Linked DNA regions of Capsicum annuum: region 2 is linked to region 1. The links are chromatin contacts, called in public Hi-C maps. All regions are on one chromosome and are shown on one strand. Each heading gives the region's core, a stretch centred on a gene start, on an enhancer-like site or on the middle of the called end of the contact. The rest is flanking DNA. Distances are from core to core; before and after follow the strand shown.

Region 1 (5,656 bases), core at 1,517-4,016:
ACATAATTCAAGTTAAAAAAATCCATATTACACATGTTGGAGGGTCAAAAATAAAATATTAAAATTTTACGAGGTCTCACATTCTCATGCCTTTACCGTAAATATTTTTAGTAATGATGGAACCTATCATTATAATAAGACTGTGAAATAAATGAAGAAGTTGTTGATTCTTCGAAAGTTGCTTGTCATGACAAGTGACTATAATAATATTAAGTTGGATATCTCATAATTAAATTGGGTGAAAATCAGCTACACCCCTCAACTTTGATTTAAAACTCAAACTCCCTTCTCAACTTTAAAAAATAATCACTCTTTGTCCTTTATCATATGCAAGGCCTATTCTATCCTTGTCATTTTCAATCCTCCATCTATATAATATTTTTATAATATACATAATATTTTATTTTTTAATCCTTATATGTATTTATAGATTCTTATTTAAGTTCATTAACATTACAAATTAAATAATTCTTTTATAAGTTTTTTTGCATAATCTAATGATATTTTTACTTTTACATGCATTATGTATGCATGTATTATAGCAACCATCATAGTAATTTTTCAATTTTGATAATTTTACCTCTCTTTGTAGTTGCTTTGGTACTTGTGTCCTGTGTATGTGGGAGACATGATTTTTGAGGTACTTTTTTTCATAATTGTGGGTAGGAACAATATGGAGAATTGGTCCCTCACCCACAAAAAGATTTTTGAGGTGGTCGATGGAGAAGTATGCAAGCTTTTCAGTTTGAAAGATATGAAAGTTAGTATTATTGACTTGAGTCAAAATTTGATGATAACGAGTTCATATGAGAATTTGATAGTTTTGTTAGCTCCACTATATAAATTTTGGGTTAGTAGAATCTTTTATTCAGGTTTTGATGAATTCAGATGGATTTTGAGCAGTTAGTTAGAAGTTGAAAGTTTACGACATATGTTTGACTTTGGTCAACATTTGATTCAAATGATCTTTGTTTGGTGATATGACGATTTCATTGAGTTTAGAATATCATTTTCAATGTGGTTGCATATTTGATTTGTGTTCATGAAATTTTGGGTGAGTTCTAGGAGCCAATTCTGTGTTTGAATATGTTGGTTATTGTTGTTGATGGGTTGTTGATGTCTGGTACAACAACACTTGCAAATATTGGCTGCATAAGGATGGTCACTCTTGTGGGGGTCTCGCCTATGGAGTCGGGCTAGGTAGGAACTACCTGCTCCTACTGAGATTTTGTACCAGCGGAGCCATAACTGCGACACTTTATCACGTCACTGAGCTTTCTTCTACTAGACGTGGACTGCTCTTCTGAAAGCTCACGAGGCTAGTAACTTCTGTAGTTGCAGAAGATTCACTGGATATGTTGTATCGCACCTGAGACTATATCTCCACAGGTGTGAAGATCATTGTAGGATGCACGGTAGGATTTTCATTATCTTGCATTTCTCACTTTTCCTTTTTCGATGATGTTATTGTTGTTGTTATTATTATTGTTATTATTATTATTATTATTTTAAAGAAGTTAAAAAATAAATAATAGTTGATAATGTCAGGGTAGAATGGACATTTAAAAGATTCAATTAGAAAGGGGGGTGGGGGGGGGGAGGGGAGAATTAACTTTTTTCAAAGTTGAGGAGGGAGTTTAATTTTTAAAGTAAAGTTGGGGTGTAAACGATTTTCGCCCTAATTAAATTCTAACAAGAGGGTTTAAATATACACAATAATAATAATAATTTAGAATTTTATTTTTTTGTAAAGTTGGGGTGTAAACGATTTTCGCCCTAATTAAATTCTAACAAGAGGGTTTAAATATACACAATAATAATAATAATTTAGAATTTTATTTTTTTGTATTTTTACATATTACTTATTTTTAGTGTAATATTTTTAAAAGACATAATAATAATAATAATAATAATAATAATAATAATAATAATAATAATAATAACAACAACAACAACAACAATAATAATAATAACAATAATAATAATAATAATAATAATAATAATAAGGATTAAATTTAGTTAATACGATATTGGTTCTTTATTTGCAATACATTACCTTGGAGATAATGATAAAAACTTTATTTATCAATATGAAAATTTATCTTATTTAGCTTGAATGTTCTTTTTATGATATTCATTATTATTTTAAAGCCATCTCCAACCTATAACACCAAATTTCGCGCTAAAATGGTGTTGACCATTTTAGTGTAAACCAACTACAATGCACTACACTGAATTTCATACTAATTTTTTTTAATATTCTTCTTTCTTTTTAATATTATATTATTTATATTTATTTCATTTGTTTTCTTATTTCATAAAACAAATCATTTATTTCTTTTTTTTCGTATTCACCCTATAAATTCGTATTTTTTTATATAACCATTTAATATAAAATTATTTTTGTAAAAATAATATAAATTGCAAACAAATATGATACATTTTTCATATTAATGCTAATTCAAATAAAAGTGAAATCATTGATGAAATACAATTAAATAAATATTACATTATGATAAAATTTATTTTAATTTCTACATAAATATTTAACTTTTCAAGATTAGTATTTTGCTCCCATAAATATTTTATTAATGCATTGTGAAGTTCAAATGACCACATTTATTTAGGTAAAATTCAGATTATATCAAAGTAGAGTACTTCCTAGTGGTTTAGTAAGGGCTTTAAGAAAAGACGTAACTGCTCTTGTCGGAAGGACAGGGCTACTATAAAGATCTCCCACATTTGGATCAGGCTAAAAATAATGAGTCTTCTTTTTTCAAGGTTAGACTATATAGAACCAGAACAATAGACTACTCTCTGTTATAGCTGAAGAAAGGTCAAACCAATCTAGCAAAAAACTCAATCCAATGTTATTGATTTACTGCGTAATTGTCTTTAATTTTTGTATTTCAGACTAAAAATTATTCAAATTGATAATTTTCATCTACCGCCATTTATTAACAACATATATATTTGCACTTTTTAGTTTTGAGATGGTTATATTTTTCTATACAATTATAATTTATAATAAAATCAATTTATATAGTAAATAATATATACAGAAATTAATTTATAAAAATTATACATCAAAATTAGTATTTAAAATCAATATTATAAAGCTATTACATAAAACATAATGATGTATATCAGGGACATAATACAATTCATAATATGTTATATTAAAAGTTTTAGATGATAAAAATAATAATAAAATAACAATAACAGCAATATTTCTAGTATATTTTCATAAGATGGAGTTTGAAAAGATAATAATACAATAATCAAGTTGTAATTGGTGGTGATGAACAGTGACACTATTCACACACTATAATAGTGTGAAATTTAGTGTTGAGTTAAAGATGAAAAATACCAATTTCTATTTTCTACACCAAAATAAGATTTGATATAAAATTTGGTGCTAGATTGGAGATGAATTTAAAAATTATAAAATTCACTGTCAAATTTTTTAAACCTAAAACAAATACTTTATTATGAAAGCATAAATTACTATGGTTTAAGGTTAGAGCAAAATGCGCAACAAATAAGGAAGCAAAGTTGCACAATACATGAAACGAAAGGTATAAATCTCCACTTCTTTTTTTAGGTTTTTGTTTTTTTTTTTGAATAAAATAATAAAATTTCAAAAAGAATGAAAAAGTCCATTACTCCCTTAAGAATTAAAAAGTCCATTACTTCCTTTGTCCCAATTTTATATGTTAATAGTTAAAAATTTTCTCTATTTCTTTTTTTTAAAGTTTTTTTTTTCAATAAAATAATAAAATTTCAAAAAAAAAAAAAAAAAAGTCCATTACTCCCTTTGTCCCAATTTTATATGTTAATAATTAAAAATTTCAAGATTCAAACTTCTAAACTTTACGGTAATTTAAAGTTAAATTTTCCTTAAAAACCATTTTTATATAATATATTTAGCTAACTTAAAAATAATTAAGAGATATATAGCAAAATTTAATCAAAGCTAAACTTGTTGACCGTCAAAATCCAATGTGTGGGACCAATATGGGTGGTGCAGCTGCTTCACCCTTAACCAGTGGTCGATGGTTTAATCCTGAGCATAGAAAAAATTCTGTTGGGAGCGCTATCCTCAAATGGGCCCTATTCGACGCAAATTTAAGTTAGTCGATCTCCAATGCGAATATCGAACATCGGATGGAAAACAAAAAAAATCAAATGTGTGGGAAAACAGTAATACTCTCTCTCTAAATGCTGTAACAAATTCCTGAATAAAGTCCCATGTAAATTGTAACAAACTGAAGTACATAATTAGCAAACCCAACGTGAAACCAAAGGAAAAACCAAAAAAAAAAAAAAAAAAAAATCAAAATCAGCCGTCAACTTAGTCTTGATAAACATACTCCTTGTCCAATATGGAGAAGACGAAAAGGCTGTTGAAAAGGAAGTTGTTGATTCTTCGAAAGTTGTTAACATATGCCTTTTGCGTTATAGCTTTTAGTACTATGCTGCCGGAACATGTTCATATGTTCCTTCCAATGACATTCCCAAACTTCCTAAGGTACAAAAAAAAGAAAAGATTATGTTTTGTTATTATGGTTCTTGAAGAACTGAAACAATATAATTAACTGTTTTCGTTTATTTGTTTTGGCTTTCAAACAATATCCGTAAAGGCTTTTGCAAAAATATAGGATAAGTTTATTTATAATTAATCCTTGTGTTCGGTCCTTTCCCCACACCTCATGCATAGCGAGAGTTTCAGTATACTAGGCTACCTTTTTTTTTAATTTCTTGATCTTTCATTTTAAAGTGTTTTTAATCTATATATGGAAAATACTGATATTGGATGAGTATTCCCATTTCATATCTCTTTTGGGATTCTTGATATTGGAAAATACTTTACCAGTCTTTTTCTTTTCGCTCAGACCGACGCAACAGAGTTGAATGGATTCATATTGATATAGTCCACCCAAATTGGTTCTTATGGTTATTTGTTCTTACGTTTCTTGATTACATGAAAAAAAATAAAATCTAATAGTTTTGCGTGGGGTCTCTCTGGCTAGTAGGATTTGCATTAGTTTTGGTATTTTTTATTTTCGTATTTTTATTATTTTTCTATTACTACCTATTGTCTCATATCCCTCTGTTTTCTTACTGAGCCACTGTTACTTATGTCTTCATAAATATTGCATTTTTACTTTATTTGAGTTGAGGATCTTTCAAAAATAGCTCCTTTATCTAATAAGATGGGGATAAATTTACGCACACTCTACTCTCCCTAGACGGTTTATCGTTGTTTTGAGTATTTTGTTTCAATTTGTTTTAGTACTTTGTATTTTACTTTTGAAGTTTATTGAAAAATATTGTATTCTCATTTTCGTTATTTTTTCTGATTTCCATTTCATATGTTTCATCAAACAGCTTATCTTTGGGTGATTTTTTGATATTAGAAAATGCTTTCCAAGTCTTTTCTTCGTTTTTTCTCTCTTCTAATTTTTTTGTCTTTTCGTTGTTTTTATCTCTTCTATTTTTTTTTCTTGTTTAAGACAATTACTGAATATTTGAACGAAATTGTCTCAAACTGAATCGAATGGGATTCATATAGTGAGCTTTGAGAAAAGATTTATCTATATTATTCGTTTAAAGTTTGGTTCATTTATGTTATTGTCGTTATAAAAAAGGCTCA
Region 2 (5,512 bases), core at 1,250-3,749, 95 kb before region 1:
TTTCAGCTGCCTCATTAAAAATTTTATAAGAAAAATTCAGCGGGACAAAACCTTGAAGGAAAAAAAAAGTACAACGCGTACTTTCTTCCCCCGATGAAAACATCAATTCCCAATCTTGAATCTTCATATTTCAATATTATGCATTATCTTCTCAAAAGTTGTAACTGATAGAGACTTTGTGAATAAATTAGTCATATGATCACTCGTACGAATCTATTGCACGTTGATATCACAATTTTTTTGGATCTCATGTATGTAGAAAAGATTTGACAAAATGTGTTTCATTCTATCTCCTTTAATAAATTCTTCCTTGAGTTGTGCTATGAATATTACATTATCTTCATGCAAAATCATAGGTACTTTGTCATATTTCAAACCACTTTTTTCTTAAATGAGATGTATCATTGACCTTAGTCACATACACTCTTCATTTGCTTTATGAATAGTTATCATCTTAGCCTAATATAAATGTTATGTATATATGATATGACAGTGAGCCTTCATGACAATAGGCAATATGTCTGTATTGAACCATTATGTCGATCATATGAATATCATGTGTATTCAAAAACTTGACAATATGTGTTAGCATAAACACATTAATACAAGGACTTTCAATTGCAATATGCAAGTGATCTACTTCATCATTCTTATGTAGAAGTAAAACTATATAATACTCATAGTTGTAGTAAGATGTGTAAATGCATCAATTGCACAAGATATGGTACTTTAGGATCCAATCCAACTTTGCATATTTCTCATTTCAATTTTGAGCAGATAATCTATCGCTTTTGAAAACTCTCCAAGAGTTTCAATAATTTTCAAGTTATAAATTTATGCGATATAAGGATTATAAATAAGTTTTTCAGAAATTTTTATATGCTTCAAACATTTTGAATCCTTAAAAATTTATATAAACTTTGTCAAGTGACAATATTCAGCATTTCATGTGTGACATTTTTAAATGTCTGGACTGCAAATCAAATAAGTGTTTTGCTTACCAAGATGCATCCTTTTATATCACTTGATAAATATTTCTACTTCAAAATGCTTAAATAAATGTAGAATTCAGATCTTCATAATCTTTTACAATATTGCACCAATATTGTATCAAAGATAGCGTTAATGATATATTATTTTTTATCGATTCACAATGCGACATAAGATTTTGAGATCTCATTAGATCATTATTTTCATGTACCTGAACCTCTCATAAGGTTTCATAAAGTGCTATGTGGTAAATTTTTCAAGAGCATATTGCCTTCTTATAATAATTATTTGCTCCTTATTCTTTTTAAGGATTATTTCATTTGGACCCGATTGGTCTACCATGTTTTACACATGCATAGATTTTGTCCTTTAGGGGCACAAATAGGAGCAGTTGCAGCTTAAATATGAGATGCTTTTGACATTTGACTTGAATTATATTTTGAATGAGGATTTGATGACAATTTCTAAAATATTTCATAGTTCCTTATAATCTCCCCTTTGTGTTAGGAAAACTAACATATATCCTCTATCTTCTTTGAGAAATCCATCTTTGTGCAGTATGATATATTCATTAATCATATATCAGACATCAAAATTATTAGATAGACAATGTGTGGTTTCCGATTTAGAACAAACTCTGAGGGAAAATTAATCATGATTTACTAGTTGATGCATACAAGTACTTTTGTATATAATATATCATATTTCAAACCAATACATGAAGCTTTTTTCTCATTAGCAATAATTCAGCTATAGATCGAAGGCATTCAATATCAAATCATCATCATCAAGATGGATTGTCTTGATTACACAATCTGAAAATTATGTTCTTAACTCATTTATATTGAACAAATAACTTTATGAATGTCAAACTGCAGATTGACAATAAATGCACAAGTGATCATCTTATATCGACGCATCTTAATAGATCACATAACAGGTGAATGGGCTTATATTCACCTTTTATACTTTTTAAAATTATAAGAGATTCAATCCCAATATTAGTTGGTCCAACCAATTTATCATGAGAACAAGCAACACAAACAATTCTTGAAGAATCTTTTAATTCTTTAATACATGTCTAATACTCAATATGCACATCTTCGGAATGTCACAATAGGAACTCAGAACCAAAAAAACCAAGAAACAAAAAAAGTGATCAAAATAGGCCACCTATTTAATAAGTTACCAAAATAGGCTAAACGTAATAAATTATTTCGTTTTTTACTTTTTTCTTAATGATCAACTAACGGGGTTGACTTTTTATAAAACGTAATAAATTATTACGTTTTACAAATTTATTTATAAAACGTAATAATTTTTTACGTTTTATCAGAAAAATATAAAACCTAATATATTCTTACGATTTACATAAAAATCAAAATAAAAAAGTCAGTATTTTGTCACATCACCGCTAAAGATACTTTCCTAAAAATTGATACATCGTAAGAAAAAGTTACGATGTATACTTTCCAGCAAATTGTAATATTTTCTTGTGTTGTACCTTTTCTTTCACATCACCAAATGTGGTCCCCCCTCCCCCCCGCCTCACTTTCTTTCTTTGTTCTTTGTCTTTTAACTTTCACTATTGTAAAAAAATTGACTTTATGTAAATAATTATATATATGTAGGATGTAAAATATATATAGGGTGTAAAATATTAGTATAATCTTTACAAAAATTATTGGAGTATCAAAAATCTAATGTTTGTGGTATATATATATAGGGTGTAAAATAATTATTTAGTATAATATTATTAGGTTATCGGTTTATCAATCAAAAAATTGAAATCGAACAAATAACACAATAATTTTTTTTTATAAAATCATTAAAAAATTATTAACCCAATAACGATAAATCAATAATATTTTTATCGGTATGATTTTTGTACACCCCTAAATTAAATTGTGATTTCTTACTCTATTAATTATAATAAGAAACGTATTTGTGTATGTGAGTCTCCTCAAAATCCTAATCGAAAACTACAATGAAACACTAATCAGAAAAATTAATTTCATATTTTTAACACAAAAAAATATATAATTCTTTTCGATAATAGCATATTTGATAGACGAAAATTCAACATTTCACTATTTTGGAGTAAAGAAAAAACTCAAAAGTATAATTTTTTTTAGAGAGAAATTGGATAATTAAGTGTAGAAGTGGCTATTTTTTGATATAGAATAAATTTAAGGGAAGTGCTAAGTTCATGGGGTAATTGATACTTTTTTTTTTTTAAATAACTTTTTGTGTAAAACGTAAAAATTTATTACAGCAAAAAAAATTATTCGGACTAGCAGTGAAATATAAAATGTAAGTAAATTAGGTCACATCAGAAGAAAGTATAACATTTTTGCTGGAAAGTATACATCGTAAGTTTTTCTTACGATGTATCAATTTTTAGGAAAAGTAACTTTAGCGGCGATGTGACAAAACACTGACTTTTTTATTTCGATTTTTGTGTAAATCATAAAAATATATTACATTTTATATTTTTTTTGATAAAACGTAAGAAATTATTACGTTTTACAAATAAATTTGTAAAACATAATAATTTTTTACGTTTTATATAAAGTCAACTCTGTTATTTGACCGTTAAGAAAAAAGTAGAAAACGTAATAATTTATTATGTTTAGCCTAATTCGGTAATTTATTAAATAGGTGACCTATTTTGGTTACTTTTTTTATTTCTTAGCTTATTTTGATTATGAGTTCATCACAATCGTTCATGTCAACTTATGAACTTTTATACTAGTAAGCTCCAAGTTTATCATGGCATGTGCTTTTTTACTTTAGTAGATTTCAGATTTACTATTACATGAATAAATTTCAGATTTACCACTTCAGAAATAGATTTTAAAATAATGCTTCTCAATTATTTTGCCTCTTTCAGAGGTGAGTTGTGATATCGTCACAATCAAGTACACATTTATATTGATATGTTTTACTAAACATTATCACATTCGCCTTAGGGAATGGATTTGTACTTATAACAATCGAAATTCTCATTCTCCAGGAATGGAATATAATCATGACTTAAGCCTATCAAATTATGATAGCATAGAATCTCTTTCAAGATATTGCCATTTCAAGAGCAAATCGAGGCGTACATCTAATATAAAATTTTTTTCCCTAACATATCTTATAATCATAATAAGCGTGTAAAATATTATCACTTTTGATGATTATTATCATATTGTCCATTCACACTTATATTCGTACATTCAATCACTTGTTTTCTTTCACACATATTTTACACTGCTACCACATTCATTTTAGAGAATAGAGCATATTCAATGGAACATGTATCATGACTTTTCATCAAAAATACATTATTTTGCCTTAACCATCATAATATCATCAATATGGTGCATTGAGATTCAAACTCAACTTCTTAGTATCTTAGGACATAAATTCATGAGACTTGAACTCAATATAGTATTAGGTGTACCGAGACTATAACTCGATGTCTTACCCTCTTATTATGATGAGACTTAAATTCACCATCTTGCCCTCAATTAAATAGCACAATAAACCAAAACAAAATAAAAATCGCGCAACAAGATACAAAAGTCCAGCGATGTTTTTTCGACTTCTTGTAGTTGGCAAATTTAAGGACAAAAAAACATGAAACAGAGCCACTTCTGGTGGTCACTTTTCTTTTGCCACACACTTTGCTATAGAGTAGGAAAATTTATTTTACAATGCATATTAAACACAATATAGCAAGTAATGATGAAAATATTAGATCAAAAATAAATAAATAATTTTAATTACTAACCTGTGATGGACACCTCAATCAATTTTTCACCTGACATATTATTAGGCTTACTACATTTACCCCGTGACTAAATTGTAAACATTTTATATACCTCGTGACTAAATATCCCATGAATTTGTGGGGGTGGTACCATCTAATTTTTAAAGATGTTATTATGTGATTAAATTTCAGCAAAATATTTGAGATCCTGATAACGTGTTATGAAATAATAAAGAAGAAGAGTAGAGTGAGAAGAGAAAGTAATTCTTATTTCTCTTGAGGTATTCTAATTGAGTTTTTTACAATGAAAAAATTTCTTCTATTTATAGGGAAAATTACTTTTAGTAGAAGATAGATATTTCATATCCTGATAGATATCAAGTAGATCTTAACAAATCTTATCTATATTCTTGATAGACATTCACTATAATGTAAATACATTTTATAAATGAGCCACATAATAAAGTCTTATGTTTTCTTTCCTCATTCTTTTCCTTGATTTCAAATGAGGATTGATAAAGTTTTCTCATTTCTACTTACTCCAAGAATTATAACATTTGTAATTTACTAGAGGTTAATATAAGAGTCAGTGAATTTTAAAATAAACATATTTTTCTAAATTCTAGCTTTTACGTTACTAATAGCATGTAAATGTTCAAATGATAAACATTTTTTGTTTGATAATTTTGCTTTTACAAGTCTAACTTATCCTAAGTGAATAATAGTAATAATTACTAACAATAAGTAATTAGAAAAGAACAA

The links. Hi-C and Micro-C count contacts between places; a contact is called where the count stands out from the background.
Region 2: a Hi-C map of leaf shows a contact between it and region 1, with 2.5 times the contacts expected there. The contact joins two enhancer-like sites. A contact is called at or near these places in 2 of 5 Hi-C or Micro-C datasets (leaf and placenta).

What each region holds. Positions count from the first base shown.
Region 1 is chr12:109,345,796-109,351,451 of UCD10Xv1.1, reverse strand. It overlaps the pseudogene LOC107849084. Among protein-coding and RNA genes, the nearest start is that of LOC107851056, 20 kb to the right of the region's middle. Within about 2 kb of position 2,766, at least 2 of the 5 cell types and tissues checked have an H3K27ac peak or open chromatin away from gene starts, as enhancers often do.
Region 2 is chr12:109,440,573-109,446,084 of UCD10Xv1.1, reverse strand. No RefSeq gene overlaps it. Among protein-coding and RNA genes, the nearest start is that of LOC107850900, 52 kb to the left of the region's middle. Within about 2 kb of position 2,499, at least 1 of the 5 cell types and tissues checked has an H3K27ac peak or open chromatin away from gene starts, as enhancers often do.